Regions from separate parts of the Mus musculus genome. Here all the other regions are linked to region 1. Evidence: chromatin contacts called from public Hi-C and HiChIP or PLAC-seq data. All regions are on one chromosome and are shown on one strand. The core of a region is the stretch at or near the end of the contact, and the rest is flanking DNA. Distances in the headings are between cores, read along the strand shown.

Region 1 (4,357 bases), core at 1,450-3,949:
CTATTCAAGCTCTGAAACCCTGTCTCGGTGCCTGCCCTTCAGGAGCCTTCCATCGTACCCTTTTCTCCCTTAGCCCTGATCCTCTGGGGCAGTTCAGGCTCTTGCTGCTAAGACAGGACTGTGGACAATGCAGGAATCCAGTTCCCATGCCTGCACCTTACCCGCTTCTTCTCACAGGGCCGCAGCCGGATCACGTCCTCGTCTGTCAAGGGGCCACAGGTTGGCACAGGGCTGCTCTGCGGGGTGCCAGCCCCTCCTACGGTATCTAGCTGGGCATGGCAGCTATTCTGCTTTGGGGTCGCCATGGCCACAGTGGTCTCAGGGACAACAGTGGGCATGGGGCTCTGGGTGAGGCGGTTCAGGGCCTGCTCAGCTCGCTCAAAGCACACTTGGCGCTTCCGCAGCTGCTGCTGCAGGGCCCTGTCTAAGCCATTCCGCACTGAAGGGAGCTGTGCACAGCGGGCCACCACCTCTTCCTGCACCAGGTTCTGCCCCTCAGGCCCCAGGTGTGCTCCAGCAAAGCGACAGGTCATGCTGAAAGGGCACCGGCCAAAGGTTTCGAAGAGCACGCAGCGGGGGCCCAGGTCTGCCGGTTTGGTCTCCAGGTAGCGCCCCACATCGTGCAGGAAGCGGCAACGGTCTCCAAATGCACATGGGGTGGCCGGCTCCTGTGAGGGACATGAAAGGACCAGGAGAGGACTGAGTGGCCAGGGTGGGCCAAGTGCTGATTCTTCCATCTGCAAGTCCTGGGGGAGTGTCCCCAGTGTGCCTGTTTCACCTAAAGCTGGAACAGTGTCAAGCTGGAGTGACAGGTCCGAGGTCAAGAACCCCAGCTGCTCTTGCACACCATCTGGATTTGATTTCCCAGCTCACAACCACCTGAAACTCCAGCTCCAGGACATACAAGACCCTCTTTAAAAGGTAAATTAAGGGGGCTAGAGAGATGGCTCAGAGGTTAAGAGCACTGACTGTTCTTCCAGAGGTCCTGAGTTCAATTCCCAGCAACCACATGGTGGCTCACAACCATCTGTAACGGGTGCGATGCTCTCTTCTGGTGTGTCTGAGGACAGCTACAGTGGACTCATATACATAAAATAAATAAATCTTTAAAAAAAAAAAAAGGGAGGCTGGTGAGATGGCTCAGTGGGTAAGAGCACCCGACTGCTCTTTCAAAGGTCAGGAGTTCAAATCCCAGCAACCACATGGTGGCTCACAACCATCTGTAACGAGATCTGACTCCCTCTTCTGGAGTGTCTGAGGACAGCTACAGTGTACTTACATATAATAAATAAATAAATAAATAAATAAATAAATAAATAAATAAATCTTTTTAAAAAAAAAAGGTAAATTGAAATAGCTGAGCACATCTTTAATCCCAGAACTTGGGAGTGCTCTCTGAGTTCAGGACCAGCCTAGTTTACAGAGTGAGTTCCAGGTCAGCCAGGGCTACACAGAGAAACCCTGTCTCAAAAAAACCAAAAATAAATAAATTCAAGTGTGATGTGTAGATAGGCTGAGGGTCAATGACTTTGAAGGCAGCACCAGGGGCCAAGGCAAGGCACTACTAGGTCGAGTCCCTGTAGGTCAAGGGTCATATATATTTGTCACAGCACAGCATCTTCAGACTTTAAGCCAAGCCTGTAGAGCCACCCCTCACCTGGAGGAAGGACGGGCAGAGCCTGTCCTTGTCGTAGTGTGCTGGCTTCACATGGGGCCGGCTTTTGTTTTGGCCACGGGCCCTCTTGGGCACCTGCCTTTCACGGGATTCAATTGCCACCTCTGTCTTCCCATTTTCCTGCCCATCTTCCAGGCGAATTCTTTTGGCCCCTGGCTCAGCTGGGTCTCCTGTGGGCACTTCCTGGCATGCACCCTCCTGCTTGTCTCCATCCAGATATTCGTGGAACCGTTCTTTGGTTGTGCGGTACCTGCCAGAGCGGGAGAGGCTCGATGTGCACAGGGAAAGGGGCTTGGGGGCTAATGCCAAGCTCACGTGCTCCTGCTTGCAGGAAGCTTTCCCTACTTAGAACCAGCCAGTTTTCACCCAGTGCCACGGGGACACCTGTTTTACACTTGAAGGAGCCATTTGTGTCTCTGCTCTGAGAACTGAATTGCCTTAAGGGTTGCGACACACAAATATCAATATCCTTGGTAGGCTACGAAGGAACTACAAACCCCAGCATGCTTGGCAGCGAGACTCAAGCTACCACCCTTCCCAGGTCTTTCGCTGCGAGCCATTTTTTTTTCCCTCGTGGAGACTACAAGCCCCACCATGCACCTCGGGCCCTGCTTCTGGTTCCCCAAAGCTGCCTATGTGCACAGCCGGCCTCATGGCTTGTGACAACCAACACATGTTACACTCGTGTGTCAGCAGAAGGTAGGTAAAGACTTTGGCGCCTCCGGGATGCCGCTCTCCAGGATGCCGCCACACCTCCCAGCATGCACCACTCGCACCCGCCACGGACGCCGGGAAGGCCACATCAGCTTCGCTGACGGGCGCCAGCGACTCACTGAGCTTTAATGGGCGCCACCCCCCGTTCGCACGCGCCAACCCCGGAGTCACCGCCACCACCGCTCTCCGCTGCCGTCTCCGCCATCGATGCCCCTCACACCAGCTCTGGAGTGTGGCAGGAAAGTCTTCCGGGTCGCTCGTGTCCTCTGGAGCCTACAGAAAGAAATGCGCACGCTCAGACTACAGCAATGCTGCTAAGGCGCGCGTGCGCACGACCGTGGGGGCGGGGGGGGGGGGGGCCAAGGCTGCGCAGGAAACGGAAGTGCTCAAGGGTCCCGGAGGGGTTCTTGTCGGTCATCCGTGGGTCACTCTTGATCCGTGGAAGTGAATCTGGGGGTGTGGGTGTGGGTGCAGCTCACACTCACCTACTCTGCTTCTGTCCCTTTTACAAACGAGTCTGTTATTTTATAATAAAAAACCGCAGCCCGAGCGGTGTTGCGCACGCCTTTAATCCCAGCACTGGGGAGATCGAGTCAGGTGAATCATGAGTTCGAGGCCAGCCTGGTCTATAGAGTGAGGTCCAGAACAGCCTGAGCTACTCAGAGAAACCGTGTCTCAGAAGACAAACAAAAAATACCAACAGCTTTGAAGGATCAAATGACTTCACGGGGACACGCTGTCCTTTGACAGTGCCCTTCGTGAGCCACTGTGGCCCATAAACGCGTGGCAATTTGAATTATTTTTATTGTACTGCCTTTTCTTTTCTTTTTTCTTTTTTTTTTTTTTTTTGAGACAGCGTCTCACTATGTAGCCCAGGCAAGCCTCAAACTCAGAAATCCTCCTGCCTCTGCCTCCCAAGTGCTGGGATTAAAGGTGTGTGCCAGCGTTACTTTGAAAGTGACATTTACTCATCTATTGTGTGTGTGTGGGTCTCCTGTGTGTCACCCTTATGTGGAGGTCATATGACAATGGGGGGCGGGGGTCCCTGCATCCCCATGTCGGTCCCGGGATTGAACTCAGCCCCTTGAGCCTGACATCAGGCACTTCTCCGATCCTGCAATTACTATTTTAATAAAAATGTGCTTAAACATGTAAGAACAGCACTTGGGTGGATCGGGAGGTAGTGTTTTGTTTTTGTTTTGGTTTTTTTTTTTTTGGGGGGGGGGGAGGGGGTCGAGACAGGGTTTCTCTGTATAGCCCTGGCAGTCCTGGTGTTTGAGGCCAGCCTGAGCTACATGTCTCAACCAAAGCCAAGTCAAACCAATCAGTATTTAAATTTATTTAATTCATGGAGATGGGGGTCTCACCCTGTAGCCCAGGCTGTCCCGCAACGCACGAACTAGACTCTGCTGGTTGTATAACATAAGGGGAAACAGGCCCAGAGAGGTAAAGCGATTAATTAGCCTTAGACCACAATAGCACCCTGTTTGCGCCATTGCTCTCTACCGTCCCTACTGGGCAAGATGGGAATAACAATGCATTTTAAGGCTGAGGCTCCTTTGTAGCGTCTACAATTGGGTTGTGATAAGGACACGCTCTTGGAAGAAACAGGGCTGCAAAGGGCAACGACAGAAACAAGATCCCTTCCTCAAAGCAACTCCGTCCTCTTCTGTGCAAGGCAACCCAGGCTGGCTTCCCGCAGGAGGCGTGACAGCCTGGCAGTTGATAACTGTGAAACCGTACAGACCGTTAACCATGAGGTGCAGCATTCATGGTGATGTGAATACAATGGTGCTGGATCCTTACGGGGAGCTCAGCAGCTAGTGAGGGTTTACTGTCCGCCAGGCCCGGTTCCAACCCTGAGCACAGACTAGCATCTGGGCCTCCATTTCTCCTCCTACCCCACCCCTAGTCCTTCCGCGTCCAAGGATGACCTACTCCGTACCCTTTTGAGAACCAGCCTTCCGT
Region 2 (4,359 bases), core at 519-3,018, 470 kb after region 1:
TGCTGGAGTGACAGGCATGTGCCACACCTGGTGGATGTGGGGTGGGGGGTGGGGGCAGAACCCAAGTTTTGTGTATACTGATTGAGCACTGTGCACTAGCCTCTAATTTCTCCTCTCATTCCATCACTGGGAGACTGAAGCCGGGGAGGGGGGGGGGGATATGGCCTCAGTCAGTGAGACAAAGTAAAAGTCCCTTAGAGGCCAGTGAAATGGATCAGTGAGAAAGGGAGGGAGTGGCTGCCAACTCTGCAGATCTGAGCTTAGTCCCCAGGCTCAACAACGGTGGTGCAGAGAAATGACGTCCCACGTGCTCTTTCCTGACCTACACACACACTAGTGGTAGAGTGCCCCCCTAAATAAATAGGTGTAATATACATTTTAAATTTTCCTTCGACTCCCCTCCCAATATTGTTTTGTTTTTTAAGACAGTCACTGTGTAGCTCTGGTGGTCCACCCAGTATCCCTCTAAAGTCTTAATGCTATTCTGCTGGCGTGACTTCCCACTGGTCTCTGAATGCTACCAAGCTGAGAGGGTACAGACTATGTTCCTGGGGCTGCCCTACATGACCTTTGTGTACAGCATGTGCCTAATAATTGTTGAATGCCTGTATACACAGCTAATGAGCCATGGGCCAGGCCCAAGGTTAATAGGACATGCTTTCTACGGCACCGATGGGCCTAGACACGTCAGGGGCACAGAGAGGGAGAGGCGCCATTGTGGAAAGAGAGGAGAGGGGAGCCGTCGGGAGGGGGTCACAGAGAGAAGGTCGCTGTAGGGGACACAGAGTGGAGGGGCTCTGTAAGGGAAGGAACGCAGAGGCGCTAGAGGCACAGAGGGAAGTGGCACCGTTGGGGGACATGGCGGGGAGGGGCGCAGTCGCGAGCAGGGCGCCACCTGGTGGCAACATGCCCCATCCCGCCACTGCCCCTGTGAAGGCGGCATTGTTCACTGGAAGCAGGAAGATAAAGAACTCAGCCTGAGTCAAGGCAGCTCAGAAAAAAAAAGGAGGGGCCGGGCGGAAGTCTGGAAAGATCTGAGGTAACTCAGTAAGGGTGGGTCCTCTCCAGGCCTGGCTCACATCCGTGCATGCGCAGTTGCAAATGCCCGTGCACATTTTCACAACTGCACACGTAGTCACACCCTCAACAAAAATACATTCCCTTCTTTCTTAGCTCCTGCAGCCGTCTGAGGTTAACACTTGGCTTACAGGCCAAGGGGAGAAAGAAGATTTAGGGATGAGAAAAAAAAAAAAGTCCAGGAGGTGTCTGTCTTCAGGAAAGGATTGATCCAGGGGTCCAGGAGCAGAAAGCTGGATACTGCGCATGGCTGGCCATATCAGGGCCTCAGTGCCCTCGTCCAGAGGACTTGGGACAACAAGAACCTCAATCTGGATGACAGCAACTTTTCCTTTAGGACCCAATCAGGGCTGAGGTTCAGGGTGTGTAACCTCCTGGCATTGATTTCCCTGGGTCCGATGGGCTTCTAAAAATGTCACTCAATCAGTCCTTGGATCTGGAAGCCTCTCTAAGGTCTCTGGAAACATGGGAGGATTCAAGGACCCCAGAATGGCACTCCCCTCTCCCCTCCATCTAGGATCAGGACTCCAAGTCTTTCTGGGACTCAACTAATGCAAGCAACCTGGGCTGGGTCGCCTTAGAAGGGTGGGCGGAACTACGCCATAGGGACCTCTGATTGGCCCTCTGTCCTGTCACTCCAAGGCCCCTCCCTCCACGGGGGATGCACAAGGCCGCCCCGCCCCACCCGGTAGATCCAAGCTGGACTTGGTAGGGGAGGTTTCCTCGCTTGGACGACCTGAGGACTTTGGTGAGAGCTGGGGGGCAAGGGGCAGGATCGATCTTGAGGCGCCCTTAGAGAGGAGGGAGAAACGAGGCTTCCTGGGAGGACTCCGGTATCCCAAAAATCCCTGCACGCTAGGAAACCCTACTTCTAGAGACTAACTTTTACCCAAGGACCCAACTTCTGCAGCGCTTCCAACTCTTGGCCTGGCCACCCTAGGACCTTAGCGTCCTCGTCAGTGACGGAGTCCCTGAGCGTCCAAAAAGGTGGATTCCACTGTCCTGGGTCCCCAGAATTAGAGTTGTGTTCAAATGCGAGTCCCGTGTGTCCTGGGCTGCGGCTCCTCCCTCTTCCCCGTGATTCTGAGTCTCCTGTCCCCAAGAACAAACAACCCCGCAGGCACAGTCACAAATAGCTTCACCTGCCGTGCACTAACTAGCCCCAGGCCCTGGATCCTACATAAAGCCAGGCCTGTTCCACAGGAAGCTGTGACCCCCAGCCGAGCATGGTGCCTCCCTCTGTTGGAATCTCTCAAATTTAATGTTTTGTTTCTGTCTTGTTAATTGTTTTTGGAAATGGCCCTACGCTAAACTTAGGGTGCCTTGGAATTTGCCTCCACCAAAAATGCTGGGATGACAGCATTGTCACCAAACCAGGCCGAAAGACTCCCTTAACCACTTCTAAGCCTTGGCTACATGCTGGTTTTTTGACCCTGGGGGCTTTTCTGGCTTTCTTTGCAGAGAAAGTAATCTGGTGGGCGGAGTGTGTGGGGGAGGGTCAGTTTCAGGCAGCTGGAGCCGGGTGTAGAGAGATTAGCTGCCACAAGTGCTCAAAAAGAGCAAAAAGCCCTTGTTTTTCTCCAGCGGCCACCATTGCTTAGGAAGGGGAGCTCCAGGGGTGTCTGACTCCTCAGGCTTTGCCACCCACCTTACCGATGACAGGAAGGCATGACCAGCATCACCTGACTCCCGTGTTGGGAAATCTTTATCGCAAACCTAACTGCTGCGGTTTGCCAGACTAGTTTATTGAGCACCCACTGTGGTTTAGCTGCCGATTTGAGCATTCTGCAGACAACGCCAAGCAATCTCATAAAGCCCAGGCTGGCCTAGAATTCACACACTGGGTAGTGGAAGATGGCTTTGATTTCTAACCTTCCTCAAGTGCTGGGGTGACAGGCATGTGCCATCACACTTGGTGTTTGTTGTTCTGGGGCATCTGGAAGGCCCAGCCCCAGTTTTTAACTGGTTTTTAAACAAATGATATCACCTACCTGTCCTAAAATTCAGACGCCAGGCTTCTACCTCTGTCTGAACTCTGTCCTTAGTCCATTAAGCTTCCTGATCTTCTAACATTCTATGTAAAGACAAGCAGACTCCGGCTGCAAGTGATGATTCAGTAGTTAAGAGCACTTCCTGTTCCCTCAAAGGACCGAGGCTCAGTTCTTAGCACCAGCTTCAGGCTCCTTATGTAACCTAACTCCAGCTGCAGGGGTCTGACTCTCCTGAACTCTGTGGCCACTGCATGCACATAAGCAAAACTAAAATGTAGATCTTTATAAGATGTATTATATTTGTTTATTTTTGCTTTATGTTTTGTTGTAACTGGGTCTCACTCTGTAGACCAGGTTGGCCTGGGACTCACAGAGACCCTCCTGCTCCAACTCCCAAGTGCTGGGATTAAAGGCGCACACCTGGCTTATCTTATTTTGAGTTGTGTGTATGCCCGTGTGGATGTGGTGCCTGTAGAGATCACGTGTCCTTGACCTTGAGTTACAGGTAGTTGTGAATCCCGTGCTATGGGTGCTGGGAATCAAACTCAGATCCTCTGAGAGAGCAATACTTGCTTTGTACCTCCTAACTCCCAACATACTCTTTAAGGAGAGAGAAAGAGAATCTTGGATGTTTCAGACATTTGCCTCTGAACTTCTTGGCTTGCAAGAGGTCTCTGTCTTGAACACACAGGGGCATTTGTTAGACTTGAACACACAGGGACATTTGTTAGTTTGTTTTTGTTTCTAAGTCCCCTTCTGCTGGGACTATTGTCATGTTGAGACCCACAAATGGGCACAGCTGTGGGAACAGTGTCAACTGTCTGGTCACATGGAAGAAGACTGTGAGGAAACAGTACCCTTGAGAGAGGTATAGGACCTGACCTTAATGAATGGCAGAAGTGAGCTTTAAAGGGACATGTCTGCCGGATGGATGTGGCCTAGGACCCTGTCACAACCACCCAGAGTTAGGGGTTCTAAAGGCATAATTAGGAATGGAGCCCCTGCCTAGAATCCCCCCTACCCCATTAGGGGCTGAGGGGTGTGGCTAGGGGTGGATTCCTACCTAGAACCCCCCAGTAAGGGGGCTGGGGTGTGGCCAGAAGTGCAGCTTTGTTGAGTGTGCCTGAGGAACTGGGTTGGCACTTCTCCAGCACCACAGGGTCAGTCAGCAGTTGGGGCGGAGCTAGGGTGAGCTAGGCCCCACCTTGGACCTTGCTGACGGGGCCCTGAGAGGGCTGAAGGTTCACAGATCAACTGTGCTGCTTCCTGTGTTCCTGGCTTTCCCTGGAGA
Region 3 (4,893 bases), core at 480-2,979, 510 kb after region 1:
TACCGGCCCACGTTGGTGGTCTCCTTGTCCACCGCCATGTGTAGTGGGGTGAAGCCGTTTTTACCGCGAGGGGCACACTTGAGCAGGCGGTAGACTGTCTGGTGCTTGAGGTGTTCCTGGCTGGGGGTGCACTCCACCTTCTCCAATAGGTACAGAAGGTGGAGGATGATGGCAATGGCTTTGGTGAACTGTGCGGAGTCACCCGGTTCCTTGGGCAACTGCAGAGCCCGCTCCACTTCCCGAACCCCTTTGCTGAGCACACCCATGAGGTCGGCAAAGCCAAGCTGCATGCCCAGGTTGCCCTTGGCCGAGCGGTCCTGCAGCACGTAGGAGAAGAGCTCTGCAAACGACAGGAAGCTGCTGGCGGTCATGGGGCTCAGGGGCTCCAAGTTGTTTTGTTGCATGTCCAAGGCATACTTCCACAGACGGATACAGCGCTCGAAATTCCCGGAGTCCGCATAGACAGCACCCCGGTACCGTATGTAGTATGAAGTGTCAGGATGTGAGGGGCCCAAGATTCTCTCCCGTATCAGCAGCGCCTGCATCCGCATTTCATCAGGATCTGTAATGAGGGCTTCCAACTCTTGGGGTGTAGTCACCTCCCTGGAATAGTCATAGGCCAGAACCAGTTGCTGGGGCTCCGGCTTAGGGAGGTAGCCTCCACCCTGGTGACGGAGTTCCATCGCCCTTCTCCAGTGCTTCAGGGCTCCAAGCAGATCCCTTTTCTTATCCACGTAGGTGGCACCCAGCAGCTCCAAAGCTTCCACAGCTGCTTCCCGGCTGGTAGGGCAGCAGCTCTCATACGGTTCTGCTTCTTCTGGGGTGGAGCAGTGGTTTCCTGCCACCTGGGAGGAGCCTTCCCCGGGAAGCTCTGTCCCTGAGAGCTGCTCGTGGCCCGGCTGTTCCTGGATGAGGTACTCCACGATGTTGGTGTGCCCGGTGACGCTGGCGGCCAGCAGCGGGGTCATGCCATAGCCGTCGCGCTCCATGCGCGCGTGGCAGCCCAGCAGCAGCTGTAGGATCTCCAGGCTGCCAGATTCTGCACAGTCGTGCAGGGCGGTGTTGCCCTTGGCGCTGCGCCGGTTCACCTGTGCGCCGCGCTCCAGCAGGTAGCGCGCGATCTCGCGGTGGCCCTTGTAGCAGGAGATCATAAGGCACGTGTGGCCGTGGCGATTGGCCACCTCCAGGTCCGCCTTGTGCTCGCCCACCAGGTAGCGTACCACGTCCAGGTGGCCGTCGAAGCAGGCGGCGCGCAGCGGCGTGGAGTTGGTGCGCGTGGTGCGGTTGACCGAGGCGCCTCGGCGCAGAAGGCTACGCACCACGGCCAGGTGACCCGCGGCCGACGCTGCCCAGAGCGGCGGCGCGCCCTCGATGGTCTCGCCATCGAAGTGCACGGAGCCGCTCGCCTCCACGCTGGCGCCGCAGTGGTCCACCAGATACTCCACCACGTCTAGGTGTCCACGGCGCGCTGCGATTAGCAGTGGCGTGCCACCGCCGGCCACCTCACCCAGCAGCTCCTCCAGCTCCTCACGCCCACGGCCGGCCAGCAGCTTCTGCAGCAGCGGCAGCTTGCCGTCGTGCGCCGCATTGTACACCGCTGTGTGCAGATCCATGCTGGAAGCCTCGCTGCTGGATCTAGCCGGGCCGCCGGTCGCCAGAGACAACCTTCACCTTCTCCCGGGCTGTCATCTTAGCGGGTCTCCGGGAGGAATAAAATGGCCGCCGCGAAGGGGCGAGGACAGAGTGTGCACAGGCATGCTGGGAAATGGAGTCCTATGAGCGATCGCCCGCCGAATGATACTGGAATCAGAAAAGCGAAAAAACTACATTTCCCGAAAGGGATAGGGGGGAACCGGTGACAGGACGGCAATTTCCGCCAAGCAAGGCCAATGGTTAGTGCGATCCTTGGGAAATGTGGTGACATACTTCCTGGTATTGACTCTAAGGCGGAGATTGCCGGCAGCATGTTCTCACTCAGTTCCCAAAAGGACGTCTCTCAAAAGGGTCTCAGTTTTCAATTCCTACCATGCAAGTCTATAAAGTTGTATGTGACCCTGAGTATTTGATGACATACTTCCGGTTACTGTCACTGACACAGACTCTAGACAGGGCAAGAAGTCCGAGCTTTAGCTCGAAGAATACTGGGCGAGGTACCATTGAAAGACTACAGTTCCCATCATGGAAATACACCATGTTTTGAGGGGCTCTGAGCAGCTTGGCCAGGTGATAATGTGCATTCTGTCATTCATGTCAGAATCCACAGGAAAACATGAAGTGGGGGAAAAAGGAATTCGCTTCCCACAGCGCCGTGGGGCACCCGCGAGACGAAATGTAAATAAAAAGCCTCCCTTCGTATCGGGCAAGGCTCGGCGGCCCTTGCGGACGACCCAGGGTAGCGTGGTGCTGTACTTCCGGTTTTCGAGGTCGCGCAGGCAGGAAATGAATGGGCCTCCGCCTCCTTTGCGGACTACATTTCCCAGCGGGCAACAAAGGCAACTCCCAGCCAATCCGGAGCGAGGTGGAAGGCGAAGGGCTTCTACGAAAGGCTTGCTGACCAGCAGGGGGCGCGCGCCGAGTGTAAGATCTTGAGCTGGCAGCGCACCCCAACTCGCCTTTAGCTATTTGCAGAAATGTTAGGCAGTCTCGATTTTCACGTTAGCTTTTCTTTTTCTTTCTTTCTTCTTTTTTTAAGGAGCCACATGCGGGGCTAGAGAGATGGCTCAGTGGTCAAGAGCACTGACTACTTATCCAAAGGACTCTGGTTCAATTCCCAGCACCCACATGGTAGCTCCCAACTGGTCTGTAATTCCAGTTCAAGGGATCTTACACTAATGCACATAAAATAAAATTAAATAAATAAAAAATTTAAAGGCCACATGCTTTCCCTCCATCCGCCAAGGCCAGCAGAGGGCGTCGGGATCTTTGCCGCTGGAGTTACTGGTGGTGTGCGCATCCCTATGGTTGAGAGTCACAGCTGAACCACTGCTCCAGTTCCTCAAGGTCTTTTTAAAGATCAGTTTGAGGTAGGATTTCATGTAGCTCCGGTTGATGTCAATTCCCGGGACCCTCGTGATGGAAGATGAAAACTGATTCCCAAGGGCTGTCCTCTGACATCCATACATGTTCTGTAGCACATGGACACACACAGAGAATAAGAAAAATAAATGTAGTTTAAATTTGTATTATTGTGTGTGCACACACACACCGCAGCACAGGCACAGAGATCTGAGGACAACCCTTGGGAGTCATCCTCTTCCACCGTGTGTGCGTCCTGGGGCTCAAACTCAGGTCATCAGATTTGGCAGCAAGCACCTTTGCTTGCCTAACCACCTCACTAGTTGTTTTTCTTTGTTTTCAATATGATTTGTCTTTCTGTACTCCCTCAGGCCTGCAGTGAGTCAGCTCCAAGGAGACTGGGGGGGGGGGGGGCTGTGCTGGTGGCCACTCCAGCTCCTGTCTGCACCTTGTGTCTATCCATACCTCAGCCTGTCTCTGCTCTGCATAGCTCCTCTTCAGCTTCTGACATTTGCTTGTCTTGCACAGGCTGCTTGCCCCTGGCACCCCACTGCGTGTGAATAGCCATAAGCCACCTCGGAACCCCTGACCAGCAACTCTCATGTAGAGCCACAGCTGAGCCTCTGGCACGCACTAGCCATGCAAGAGACTCAGACAATTAGAGCTTCACCAGGGCTCTCCCACTAGGTGCATATCTCCAGGCTGTGGTGGCACAGGTGCATGCCTTTAATCCCAAAACCCAGGAGGCAGAGGCAGTTGGATCTCTGAGTTCGAGGCCAGCCTGGTCTAGAGAGTGAGTTTCAGGAAAGCCAGGGCTACACAGAGAAACTGTCTCAAAAAAAAAACAACTATATATTTATTATTGTTTATTTATATTGGTTTATGTACACATATACATGTGTATATATTTAATATTTTTAAAGATTTATTTATTTATTATATGTAATACACTGTAGCTGCCTTCAGACACTCCAGAAGAGGGCGTCAGATCTTGTTACGAATGGTTGTGAGCCACCATGTGGTGGCTGGGATTTGAACTCAGGACCTTTGGAAGAGCAGTCGGTGCTCTTAACCGCTGAGCCATCTCTCCAGACCCTTAATATTTTAATACGTATGTTCTTAAGCACCCAGAAAGTAGAAAAGGTGGTAGCACAGATCCCAGAGTTGCCAAGCCCAGGCTGGGAGGACCTGCTCATTCTCTAAACAGTTGCTGATGGGGTTTGGGGAGGAAAGGAGCTTAGAAGCTGGGCGGCGGCAGCCAGGACCAGGCTCCAGGAGGAAAGTGGGGAGGCCCATGGAACGGTACACCAATATGCAATTCATATCTTCCCGGTCAATCACAGACCAACGGCTTCAACACTGAGCGGTTCTCCTGGTGTTGAAGATGGACCCCAGGGCCTCTGCCGATGCTTGGCATGTGCTCTCCACTGAGCCACCTGGACACATTATGTAATCGTAAAAAAAGATTTTATTTTTATTTATATGGGTGTCAGTGCAGGTACCTTTATAGGCCAAAGGGGGGTGGGCATCAAGTTCCCTGGAAGTGGAATTACAGAGGGTTAAGCCGCCATGTGGGTGCTGAAGCTAAAGTTTATCATCCTCAAGAGCAGAACAGGCTCTAAGTGCTCATCCATCTCTTCTACCCTGGAATATGCCATTTTAAAACACATCTTCGTCTGTGAGCACACACATGTACTTGCATGCAAGGCCAGAGGTTGTTAGGGCTCTGCCCATCCCTCTTCCACCTTAGTTATTAAAGTAAGCTCTCTCAATCAAATTTAGAGCACAGAGACAAGTCTGGGCTCAGCATCCAGTCTCTGCCATCCATGGCAGGTGCATTCCCACAGCCACTCAGAGTCACAGTTAGCCATGATTTCT
Region 4 (4,790 bases), core at 1,210-3,709, 410 kb before region 1:
TCTCGAGTGGGTCTTGAACCAACTCTTCTCTCCACTGCCAGAGTAAACCTCATGAGAAAGTCCATAAAGGACTTGCCTGATTGCTGTACAAGGTTAGGGAGATAGGCAGAGGGATCTCTGGAAGTGCGGGCCTTAAGGACCTTGAAAGACAGATCAGCCACCTGGTTGAAGTAGGCATGTTGGCTGAGAGAAGCTTGGGTAAATGGGTTAATGTATGCCCTGTGACCAGTCAGCATGTCTAGGGTGATGTTAAGCTTATATTCAAAATTTAAGCATGCCTGATTCTCAGCCAGGTCCTGATATGTTGACTGCCAGTTTGTGGGCTCCGGGGCCACTTTAAGATTATACCAAGCATATTAGGTTTGTAAGTGCAAGGCCCATTGTCTTAAGACCTGTTCAAAGTAGGGAGAGTCAGGCCCCTATTCATTGGCTGCCTTTCTAATTAAAGCGAGGTCAGTTCCTAATCAGACTGGGTTCTGCCCATTTGGGGCTTTGCTGAAACCTTCCTACCCCACAAGTGGATACCCCGAGGGGAAGTATGGGTCAGGGGCCTTGTTCCTGACTCCCAGTGGTACACCATCAATGCTCCATTCCACAGAGAGGAGACAGTCCCAGACACCGCTGCTTCCCCTTCTGGTCCAGCAAAAAAGAACACGAACTGTATAGCACCATTATGGACTTCGTTCTACCTCCCCAGAGTGGTGGCCGTGCACTCCAGGCACCCGGAGAGGCCGACTATGGTATGGTGCCCTTCTTTATTCTGATCTTTCTTAGGACACAGAAAAAAGCGATCATTACCAAACATATTGTAATTAGTTCTATAATTATATGGGTCCAGGTGACTGATTTATTTCACTAGCAATATATGTAGCATAGTTGTCTCCTCCTCCTCCATCTCCTCCTCCATCTCCTCTTCCATCTCCTCCCCCATCTTCTGCTCCTCCATCTCCTCCCTCATCTTCTCTTCCCCCATCTCCTCCATTGCCTTCCACTCATCCTCCACCTTCTCTAGCATGTCCAGATTTACATGGCTCAAACTCAGATCCTTATGCACTACCCACTGAGCCACCGCACAAACCCATATTACCTTTTATAATGCAGACTCCTAATGGAGTCTGTCTTCTGAGTGGAATGTTTCTACCGGAGCAACTGGAATAAAAATAAAATATGAAGCTATATAATTTGAGTGTTTCCCAAAACTACAATTTTAAAACAGAGAAGAAAGAATGCAAGACCTGGAGGATAAGGCAGAAAGCAGTGAAATGCTGACACACGACAGCTGGAGCCCTGAAGAACTAACTGCAGATGTCGTCACTTGCTCAAGACTGATCAACCAGCACCATCAGGGACAGGGAGAGGCTCAGTAGCTCCACCCCTTCCCTGTCAGTTTTTCTCAGTGATTTTCTGTAGAGCGCTACACACCCATGGGCAGCACTAACAAGTTCTCACTATGTAACTTTTAGAAATTGCAGTTTAGTTCCACCCCTCACACTTTCCCCAACTCCCCTTCAAATTCATAACCTCAGAGATACACATACATATATCCATGAACCAAGTAAAGAGGAATCTGCAGAGTGAGAGGGAGTCTTCACTAGCTGTAAAATTATACATCTGGATGGAGTATTAGTAATCCTAAGTACAGAAAGAATTTAAAGAAGAGTCAGGAAAACAAATGGCCCAATTTGAAAATAGCCTATGAATCTAAAAATAGAGTTCTCAAAAGGAGAAAATAAAAATGGCTAAGGAATGGTTCAAAAAAATTAATCACCCCTAGCTTTAGGGAATGTTAGTCAGAAAAACAGAGAGACTTCATCTTACCTCTGTCAGAATGGCAAAGATCATGAGAACAGACAGCCAATCCTGGAGGGGATATAGGGAAAGGGGCCCTCCACCCAGTGTTAGTGGGATTGCAAACTCACTGCGGCCACTCTATAATCAGTGTGCAGAATTCCCAAAAGCTACAAATGAATCTTACATATGACTCATTGAAGTTGAAATTTTGGGTTGTTTGTTTGTTTGTTTGTTTTTTGGAAAGTCAGTTCTGTCTAATGGTGTTTTGCTGGGGCAAACGTGAAGGATTGTTTTCCTGAAGCAGACACAAGTGAAAGGATGTTTTGCTAAAGTAAGTGCGTGAAAGAATGAGTGATGATGGATTATTCACTAAAGACACACATGCATTGGCTCTCCTTACATGTGTTGCTGAGGCTACATTTGTCATGACTCCATAAACAGAAACACACCAAAAAATTCCTAGAGATATGCTGCTGGCTTCTTGCCACTTCTATGCACTCAGGCCGATTGGCAGAGTGATGCCAGCTGATTCAGACTCACGTGCTGAAGTAAGACACATGGTGAGGCAAGACCCATGGAAGACATGTGATGTTTGGAGGGAGTATAAACGGGATTCAACTTACTGAGACAGGAGCTTGCTTGTAGAGATAGCTTTACAACACTTCTTGGTCTCATGGTTTCACTGACCGTTGCTTAGTTGAAAGAGGAACAGCCAAGAACTTCTCCTGGAATCCCTGGTGGTCCTGGTTCCTTCTGCTGGCTCATGCTTTTTTTTGGCTGAGGTCTGGCTACTCCTACTAGGCCATGCCACCTCTGCTGACCTGTGAACTGGACTGCTGGTATATCAGTGAAGTGTTTCTGAGTGAATCAAACTGCCACTGCTAACTCATGTGGACTGAACTGCTGACTTTCTGACAAAGCAGATAGGATTTGCTCCAATGAAAAATTTCTAAATAGGTCCACTTCCCTCATATCCTAATAACATTTCTCTTTCACTACCTCTGCTGGGTGGTTGGCTAGAAGAGAGGTTAAGGCCTTTAAGAACTTTATTAAAAGTAGGTTTTGGAAAAATTAAGGTTACAGCCCATCTATACTATTCCTTGTCATTTGCCCAAAGGATTCATCATTCTTCTCCACAGATACAGGTTCTGCCATGTGCATTGCTCTATTCACCATAGGAAAAAAATGGAAACAACCTAAACATCCTTAAACGGGTGAGTGGATAAGGAAAATATGCTACATATACACTATGAAATAACTATTCATCTACAAAGAAAAATGAAATCATGAACTTGGCAGGTAGTTGGATGGAAATAGAAAATATTATACTAAGTGAAGAAATCCAGAGAAAACATGGGAACCAGGAAAGTCTAGATGGACCATGGCAGGAAAAGTGGGAGCTGCAGAGGTAGAGAGCATTAGGACACTGCTGTGAAGGAGGAATTTGGAAATTGGTACAATACAGAGGGAGGGAGAGGGAAGGGGATTTAAAAATCCACAAAGAGGTGTAATGTTATATGTTTACTTACAACACATATAAAATGTATAGATCTATGAGTATGTGCTTTAAATGGAGTCATGTGACTTGGAGTGTTGGTGCCCCCCCCCCACAAGTGCCATAAATAATTTAACAAAATCCCCAGTGCTAGGCATTAGAAACATCTCTTCAAGTTATTCTTCAGGGGAGCCCAAGAGTTTCCCCAGCAGTTTAGGCTAATGCCAGTGCCCTTAGCTATGTCCTAGAACTTGAACTAGAACACTCTACTGCTGAGATATCACAAGTTTAGGCACAGGATCCCAGACAGAACTGAACTAGAAGCCTCCTTCCTAGTGGCTATGCATATAAACATTCTCTGTTATAAACCTGGGATTTCAATTTATTTGCAAACTTGTAGTGAACTTTTTACCATGTGATAATGCACTCTGAAAGTCATAAAAATGATGAGAACAACGAACAAAGACAGGCCTCCCTCCCTTTTCTTCCTAAGACTTCAACTTTAGAGGCTTGGGATTCCTGCAGAGATAGAACAAAGGCTACTAACAAAAACCTCCCACTGTTTTACTATGAGGTGCTAAACCAGAGACTGCAGCTTCTAGCCCCAGGAACAACTCAGACAGGCAGATCAACTACAGAAGCAAAGTACCCTACACTTACAATGGGTAGACGGTTTATTATTTTATTGTTAGACTTAGGTAATCTAAGACTGTATTAAAAGGTGCTGGGATGCCTCTCGTGGGTTGCATTTCTGCATCCTGAATGATTAACCGCAGAATGGGCTGCCCAGCAGATGGCCTATCCTGAGATAAGATGTCTCCTAGTCATGTGACTATCTTTAAGCTGTTCCTCTAGTGGGTAATTTTATTGTCCTGTTCCTGGACTTTAGGGTCTGCTGCTGGAGCAAATGGTTCATTTTTTTTCTCCACTAGATTCTGAGTGGAGACGAAATGGGATAAAAAGGTCCCTCCATTCTCTAGCCTGGTTGCCATTATTTTGTGGTGTCAATATTTGAAGTGTGCTTCCCCTGTCCAGGTCCAAGTGTGCTGTGTGAGAGATGTGTGCGCTCATGAGAGAGAGGGAGGAGAGCTCTGACAGGCTCAAACATGGAGAACATGGCACCACCATGTCCCCTGTCCTTCCTCCCTACTTTTGTCTCCCTTATTTGGCCATTTCCTCATTCCTGAGACTGACTGCCAAGGCTAAGCCACTAGATTCCCTTATAAATAGACAGAGACAGAGATAAGGAAGATGAGAGTTTTACTCTTAAAGGAGGTCACCTGGTGTTTTCTTTCTGAGCTGTACAGTCGGGGGGTGGGGGGGGAAATGAGTGACAGGGTGACCAAATGATAGCCACACTGTACTCAACCGGGCATTTTCTTCACAGGACACCAGTGGATGTGGCTCAGATCCCTCCTTCTGTCTCAGAAGCTTGGGCCCTGGGGAATGGGAAGATGTTCAGTCCATAAAGAACTTGCCACACAAGCAAGAAAGACCCAGGTTC
Region 5 (4,461 bases), core at 13-2,512, 340 kb before region 1:
TAGGGCTCGGGCTCAATAGGGTGCCTGAAGCCCAAAGGCATTCATTTATCCCAGCCCATTGGAGGTGTTGGCAGCAGGGCGGCCAGCCTCAGCTACATAATGAATTTGGAGGAAGCCTGGGCTACATGGGAGGGATAGAGGAAGGAAAAGAGAAAAGGAGATCTCCCAGAGTCAGCTGGGGGTGAGAATTCTCAATTCTCTGAAAACCTGGATGGGGTCCCAAGGATGACAGTTGGAGCTGTGACAGCAAGTGAGAAAGGCTGAGTAAGTGAGGGAGAGGGACATGACTAGAAGGTTGAACAGGTCCCCTTGTTCAACCTCCCTGCGGGACCCGCTGGAAATAAATCAGGGGGCACTCACGGTTTTTAGCCAGTAGCTTGGCGAACACAGGAGAGCCCTGGGAAGAAAGAAAAATAAAGGTAGATGGTACCTTACATCCTAAAGAAGCAGATAGGAACTCATACGGCCCAGCACACATTGGGGCGTCCAACTTTGGATGGAGAAGGAGAGCCCTGAAGGCCTAAGTGGGACTGAAGGGAACTGCGGTGCACCCTCGGGAGTTCTCCCCCAGGTTTCATAGGTTCATTCAAGGGGTCAAGACGCAAAGGGATTTCCTCTGAGTGCGAGATGGAGAGGGGGTGCTTCAAGCGGAGTAGCAGGAGCAGAGCGAGGCGGGGCGGGGCGGGGCGGGGCGGGGGTGGGGAGGAAGTGCTGTTCTCTCCCTGTCGGTGCAGCGATGCTTCCAGAAGGTAAGAAAGAGTCCCCTAGGGATGAGATGAGCCTCACCTGTTGTGTAGTGTTGGGGCAGCCAATGTGGGAAACAGGGGTGACCTGGTCTGCATTATTCTCTCGGGTACCCAGGTTGGGCGAGGTGGTGATTGTGAGCGCTGGCCGAGGCTCGGTGCGGGTGAAGATAGGAACACAGGCGGCGATCAGAAGCAGCAAAACCAAAGCGACTAGGCCATAGAGCTTTGGGTGGCGGGAACAGAAGTTCAGTGCAGGCGGCCACGCGGCCTCGCGATCCCGAACATTAACCGCAGGGTAGGCAGCATCCGTGGGGAGCGCGGCATTTGTGGGGCGCACAGTATCTGAGAGGAGCGCAGCGTCCGCGAGGAGCCCGGTATCTCTGAGGAGCGCCGCATCCGAGGGGCACGAAGTACCTGCTGGATGTCTGGCATCCGCGGTATCCTCCACATCAAGTGTGTGCTGGTCCATTACCACGGTCGGTCAGTGCACGTCTCCCGCCAGTGCCCGTGCTTTATAGGCTACCGAGGCGCCTTTTCCGGGGAGGGAAGGGAGGGAGGGCAGCCGCGGGGTTCCCGGGCTCCGCGCTCCGCCCCTCGACTCCCGGAACTTTCTCTCCTCCTCCCCCCTTCCCCTCCCCCTTCTCGCCCCTTTCCCCTTCCCTGTCCAGGCCCTGTGCCCGCCCGTCCTTCTTCCCTTTTTGTGTGTGTGTGTGTGTGTGTGTGTGTGTGTGTGTGTGTGTGTGTGTTTGATTTGGTTTAACACTGACACATTAAAGAGCTTTTTATATGATGGGAACCATGTGATATCGGAATCCATTCCCTCCCTGGCCTCTCCTGAATCCACAGCTCTGTCTCCCTTCTTTTTCTGTGTTCCCCACTGGTAGGTTATTTCTCCGCTGCTGATTTTCATTCCTGTTTTTCTGTCTCTCAAACTTCTGTCTCTCTCCTGATCTCTCCTGCTCCCTTTTTCTTCCAACCCCTAGCTCCCCATCCCTGGGACGCCCTAAATGCAGGGGGTTTTGTTGTTGTTTTGTTTTGTTTTGTTTTGTTTTTTGTTGTTGTTGTTTTGTCGAGGACTCTAGGGACATCCAAAACTGCCCACCCATCCCCAGCGGAATCAAAGAGACCTGCTAGGCACCCACTCACTCAGCCTCTTCCTCCCCAGGACCCCATCTCTACCCTGGGCCTTTCCTGGTGTGTCCCCACCCACTTTCTTGGGGCTTCCTGTTAGTAGTCTCTTAGGACTCCAGAAACAGAAGGCTGGAGAGTCCAGATAGAGAAATTCCCCCAGGCAGCGGACACATTTCCAATTTCCCATTCTTTCACTGTTCTTGCCTGAGGTAGAGGCAAAAGGGGGGGGCGCAGAGAAGACCCCCCAAAAGAGGAACTGAGAGATGACTGGCTCTGGGCAAACCTTGGAGACAGACTCCTCAATGTTCTGATCTGGTTAGATCTGCTGAGATGGCTCAGCCAGTAATAGTATAATCACAAGCCTGGTGGCCTGAGTTCAGTCCTCAGGACCTACATGGTGGGAAGAAAGAACTGACACCCAGAAATTTGTCCTGAAAGTGCCCTTTGACCACGACATGCATACCATCAGTAAACATAATTAAAAAAAAAAAAAGTACTGATATAACCAGACCATTTATCTCAGCAGGAAACAACAAGCTATAAAATGGGGAGTTGTTTGTTTCTACATAGGGTCTGGTCTTCGCCTTGCAGCCCTCCAACTCACTAGACAGCCTAGGATGACTCTGAACTTCTGACCCTCCCCAGTATATTGGGATACAGACACAGACAGGCATACACCCTCAAATCCAGCTTCTTCTGTGTTGGGGAAGGAGCGCAAAGCCTCGAGCTTACTGGGCCAAGATTCTTACAACAGAGACCCAGCCCAGGCCCCACCTGCTTTTTTTCCATACTGGGCATGGAACCTACTGAGCTCCCAGCCTGGGAGACGTGCACGGAGCCCCCTCTGGAGACACCAGCCACCCCTTCCTTCTGTTTTATTCCACATCAACTTCCCCTGGGAATTACAGGAAAACCCCAGCTTGGGGTCAGGGGAGAGGTGGGGGAGGTGGGACATTAAAATGACACAAAAGACACTTGGGTGATCTAGAAATTGAAGGTTCCACCCAAGGAGCAGCTGCAGGGCACCAGCGGTGACTCAGCTGTGGGAACTCTGGCCCTCACGCAGACAGTGGTCCAACCTCTCTCTGCTGGACACACACTGCTCAGAGTCAGCCCACACCTACATGACTCTCACGAAAAGGGACCCCTCAATGCCTGGACTAGTTTACCCCTCCCTGCCTCGGCTGCACAGTGAACACATTGTCTCATCCTCATTTGTATCCCTGCCATCATCACAGTGAGAAAAAAAAAAAGGCAGATGAAGACTTTCTCTCTCTCTCTCCAGCTATAACTTCTTCAAAGCCACAGTTTGAAGACTTCCACCTCACAGACTCATCATCCATGTCACCAGGGAACTGGAATCCTGACTCAGCTGAAAGTAACTCCACTCAGCCATCTTTCTCTCCTGCAGAGCCTGAAGGTGCTTTATTATTGGGGGGGGGGGGAATTGGTGGAGTTTCTGGACAGAAAACACACACACACACGGAGAGAGAGAGTTCATACCATTTAGAACAAGCCATGCATGGTATGCACCTGTGAGCCCAGCCTTCAGGAAGCTGAAGTTTGAAGGTTGGAGTTCAAAAACCAGCCTGGGCTACATGAAGAGACACTGTCTAAAAAAACAAAACAAAACAAAACTGGATGCAGGGGGTATGTATTGCACTCAGGAGGTAGAAGCAGATGGGTCTTGGTGAATTCAAGGCCACCTTGAACTACATAATGAGAATGGACCAGCCAGGGCTAAATAGTGAGACAGACAGATAAACACACACAGAGACAGACAGACAGACAAACAGACAGACAAGGGGGATTTTAATATTAAAATTAATTTGTTTTTGAACAGGATCTCGTGTAGTCAAGGCTGGCCTGACATTCCCTATGTAGTAAAGAATAAACTTCTAATCCTCCTGCCTCCATTTCTGGAGTGCTAAATTGACAGGTCCATGCCACCATGTCTGGTGTATAAGATGCTGGGGATAGAACTCAAGTCTCCCCCTCCCCCCTGGCTCACACACAAAGTCCACCCCCTGCCCCTTATTGCTAAGAAGAAAGATTTAGCATCTCAGGACCGTAGTGGTAGTAGTAGTAGTAGTAGTAGTAGTAGTAGTAGTAGTAGTAGTAGTAGTACCGTAGTGGTAGTAGTAGTAGTAGTAGTAGTAGTAGTAGTAGTAGTAGTAGTAGTAGCAGCAGCAGCAGCAGCAGCAGCTAGCTCCCAGATCCTGAGCCAATCTGTTTACAATTAAAACCACAGCCCACAGCCAAGTATTGCCTAAGCTGGCAGTGACAAGAACTGGGAGGAAAGCATCTAGATCTACAATAACGCAGATGACAGAACCCCACCCTCAAAGGTCTGTGGTACACCACCCCATGAGCTCTTTGTTTTTGTTTTCAATTACAGGCTTGCCACATTGCCCTGACCTTCCTTCCTCAGCCTCCCAAAACTGTGTGCAGGATAGCAAGTGTACTTAGACACTCCTGGTGCCACAAGAATGTTATGCTGGCCCTATCACCCACCTTGACTGACTGTTTATTAATTGCTTTCCTTGCTTATCATTGCCTCCCACCCCTACTGATGTATGGCATC

The links. A called contact is a pair of places that touch in the nucleus more often than the background predicts. HiChIP or PLAC-seq counts read pairs in DNA pulled down with a chosen protein or histone mark.
Region 2: a contact with region 1 is called in an HNF4G HiChIP or PLAC-seq map of pancreatic cancer cells. The contact joins the promoter of Plin3 here to the promoter of Dus3l in region 1. A contact is called at or near these places in 7 of 39 promoter capture datasets (the 3T3-L1 cell line, cranial neural crest, hippocampal neurons and 3 more), 1 of 15 datasets of contacts at CTCF or cohesin (stem cell-derived epiblast-like cells), 4 of 484 Hi-C or Micro-C datasets (embryonic stem cells, natural killer cells and reprogramming fibroblasts), 5 of 115 datasets of contacts at active chromatin or transcription factors (embryonic stem cells, epiblast stem cells, extraembryonic endoderm stem cells and 2 more) and 2 of 9 other capture datasets (liver and pancreatic islet).
Region 3: a Hi-C map of CD8 T cells shows a contact between it and region 1, with 6 times the contacts expected there. The contact joins the promoter of Fem1a here to the promoter of Dus3l in region 1. A contact is called at or near these places in 3 of 39 promoter capture datasets (erythroid cells, liver and neural stem cells), 4 of 484 Hi-C or Micro-C datasets (CD8 T cells, muscle stem cells, neutrophils and 1 more), 6 of 115 datasets of contacts at active chromatin or transcription factors (the SCID.adh cell line, embryonic stem cells, memory CD8 T cells and 2 more) and 2 of 9 other capture datasets (adipose tissue and liver).
Region 4: a contact with region 1 is called in an H3K4me3 HiChIP or PLAC-seq map of bone marrow-derived macrophages, with 3 times the contacts expected there. The contact joins the enhancer-like site here to the promoter of Dus3l in region 1. A contact is called at or near these places in 7 of 39 promoter capture datasets (the 3T3-L1 cell line, cranial neural crest, embryonic stem cells and 4 more) and 1 of 115 datasets of contacts at active chromatin or transcription factors (bone marrow-derived macrophages).
Region 5: a contact with region 1 is called in an HNF4G HiChIP or PLAC-seq map of pancreatic cancer cells. The contact joins the promoter of Tnfsf9 here to the promoter of Dus3l in region 1. A contact is called at or near these places in 8 of 39 promoter capture datasets (3T3-L1-derived adipocytes, cranial neural crest, embryonic stem cells and 4 more), 3 of 115 datasets of contacts at active chromatin or transcription factors (bone marrow-derived macrophages, memory CD8 T cells and pancreatic cancer cells) and 1 of 9 other capture datasets (liver).

Annotation. Positions count from the first base shown.
Region 1 is chr17:56,763,093-56,767,449 of GRCm38.p6, reverse strand. It overlaps Dus3l (dihydrouridine synthase 3-like (S. cerevisiae)), which reads right to left and starts at 2,699. Exons shown (of 13, transcript NM_144858.2): 1 at 2,509-2,699; 2 at 1,658-1,925; 3 at 162-668. The coding sequence starts at 2,594.
Region 2 is chr17:56,287,920-56,292,278 of GRCm38.p6, reverse strand. It overlaps Plin3 (perilipin 3), which reads left to right and starts at 1,768. Exons shown (of 8, transcript NM_025836.3): 1 at 1,768-1,825.
Region 3 is chr17:56,253,629-56,258,521 of GRCm38.p6, reverse strand. It overlaps Fem1a (fem 1 homolog a), which reads right to left and starts at 1,729. Exons shown (of 1, transcript NM_010192.4): 1 at 1-1,729. The coding sequence starts at 1,613.
Region 4 is chr17:57,170,095-57,174,884 of GRCm38.p6, reverse strand. Gm33566 (a long non-coding RNA gene) reads right to left here. Exons shown (of 7, transcript XR_876893.3): 7 at 3,093-4,725. Among named protein-coding and RNA genes, the nearest start is that of Tnfsf14, 22 kb to the left of the region's middle. Within about 2 kb of position 2,459, at least 14 of the 459 cell types and tissues checked have an H3K27ac peak or open chromatin away from gene starts, as enhancers often do. A contact at or near this core is called in bone marrow-derived macrophages, where this site is marked.
Region 5 is chr17:57,102,186-57,106,646 of GRCm38.p6, reverse strand. It overlaps Tnfsf9 (tumor necrosis factor (ligand) superfamily, member 9), which reads right to left and starts at 1,262. Exons shown (of 3, transcript NM_009404.3): 1 at 787-1,262; 2 at 361-397. The coding sequence starts at 1,215. Gm11110 (predicted gene 11110) reads left to right here and starts at 705. Exons shown (of 4, transcript NR_033508.1): 1 at 705-749; 2 at 3,163-3,297.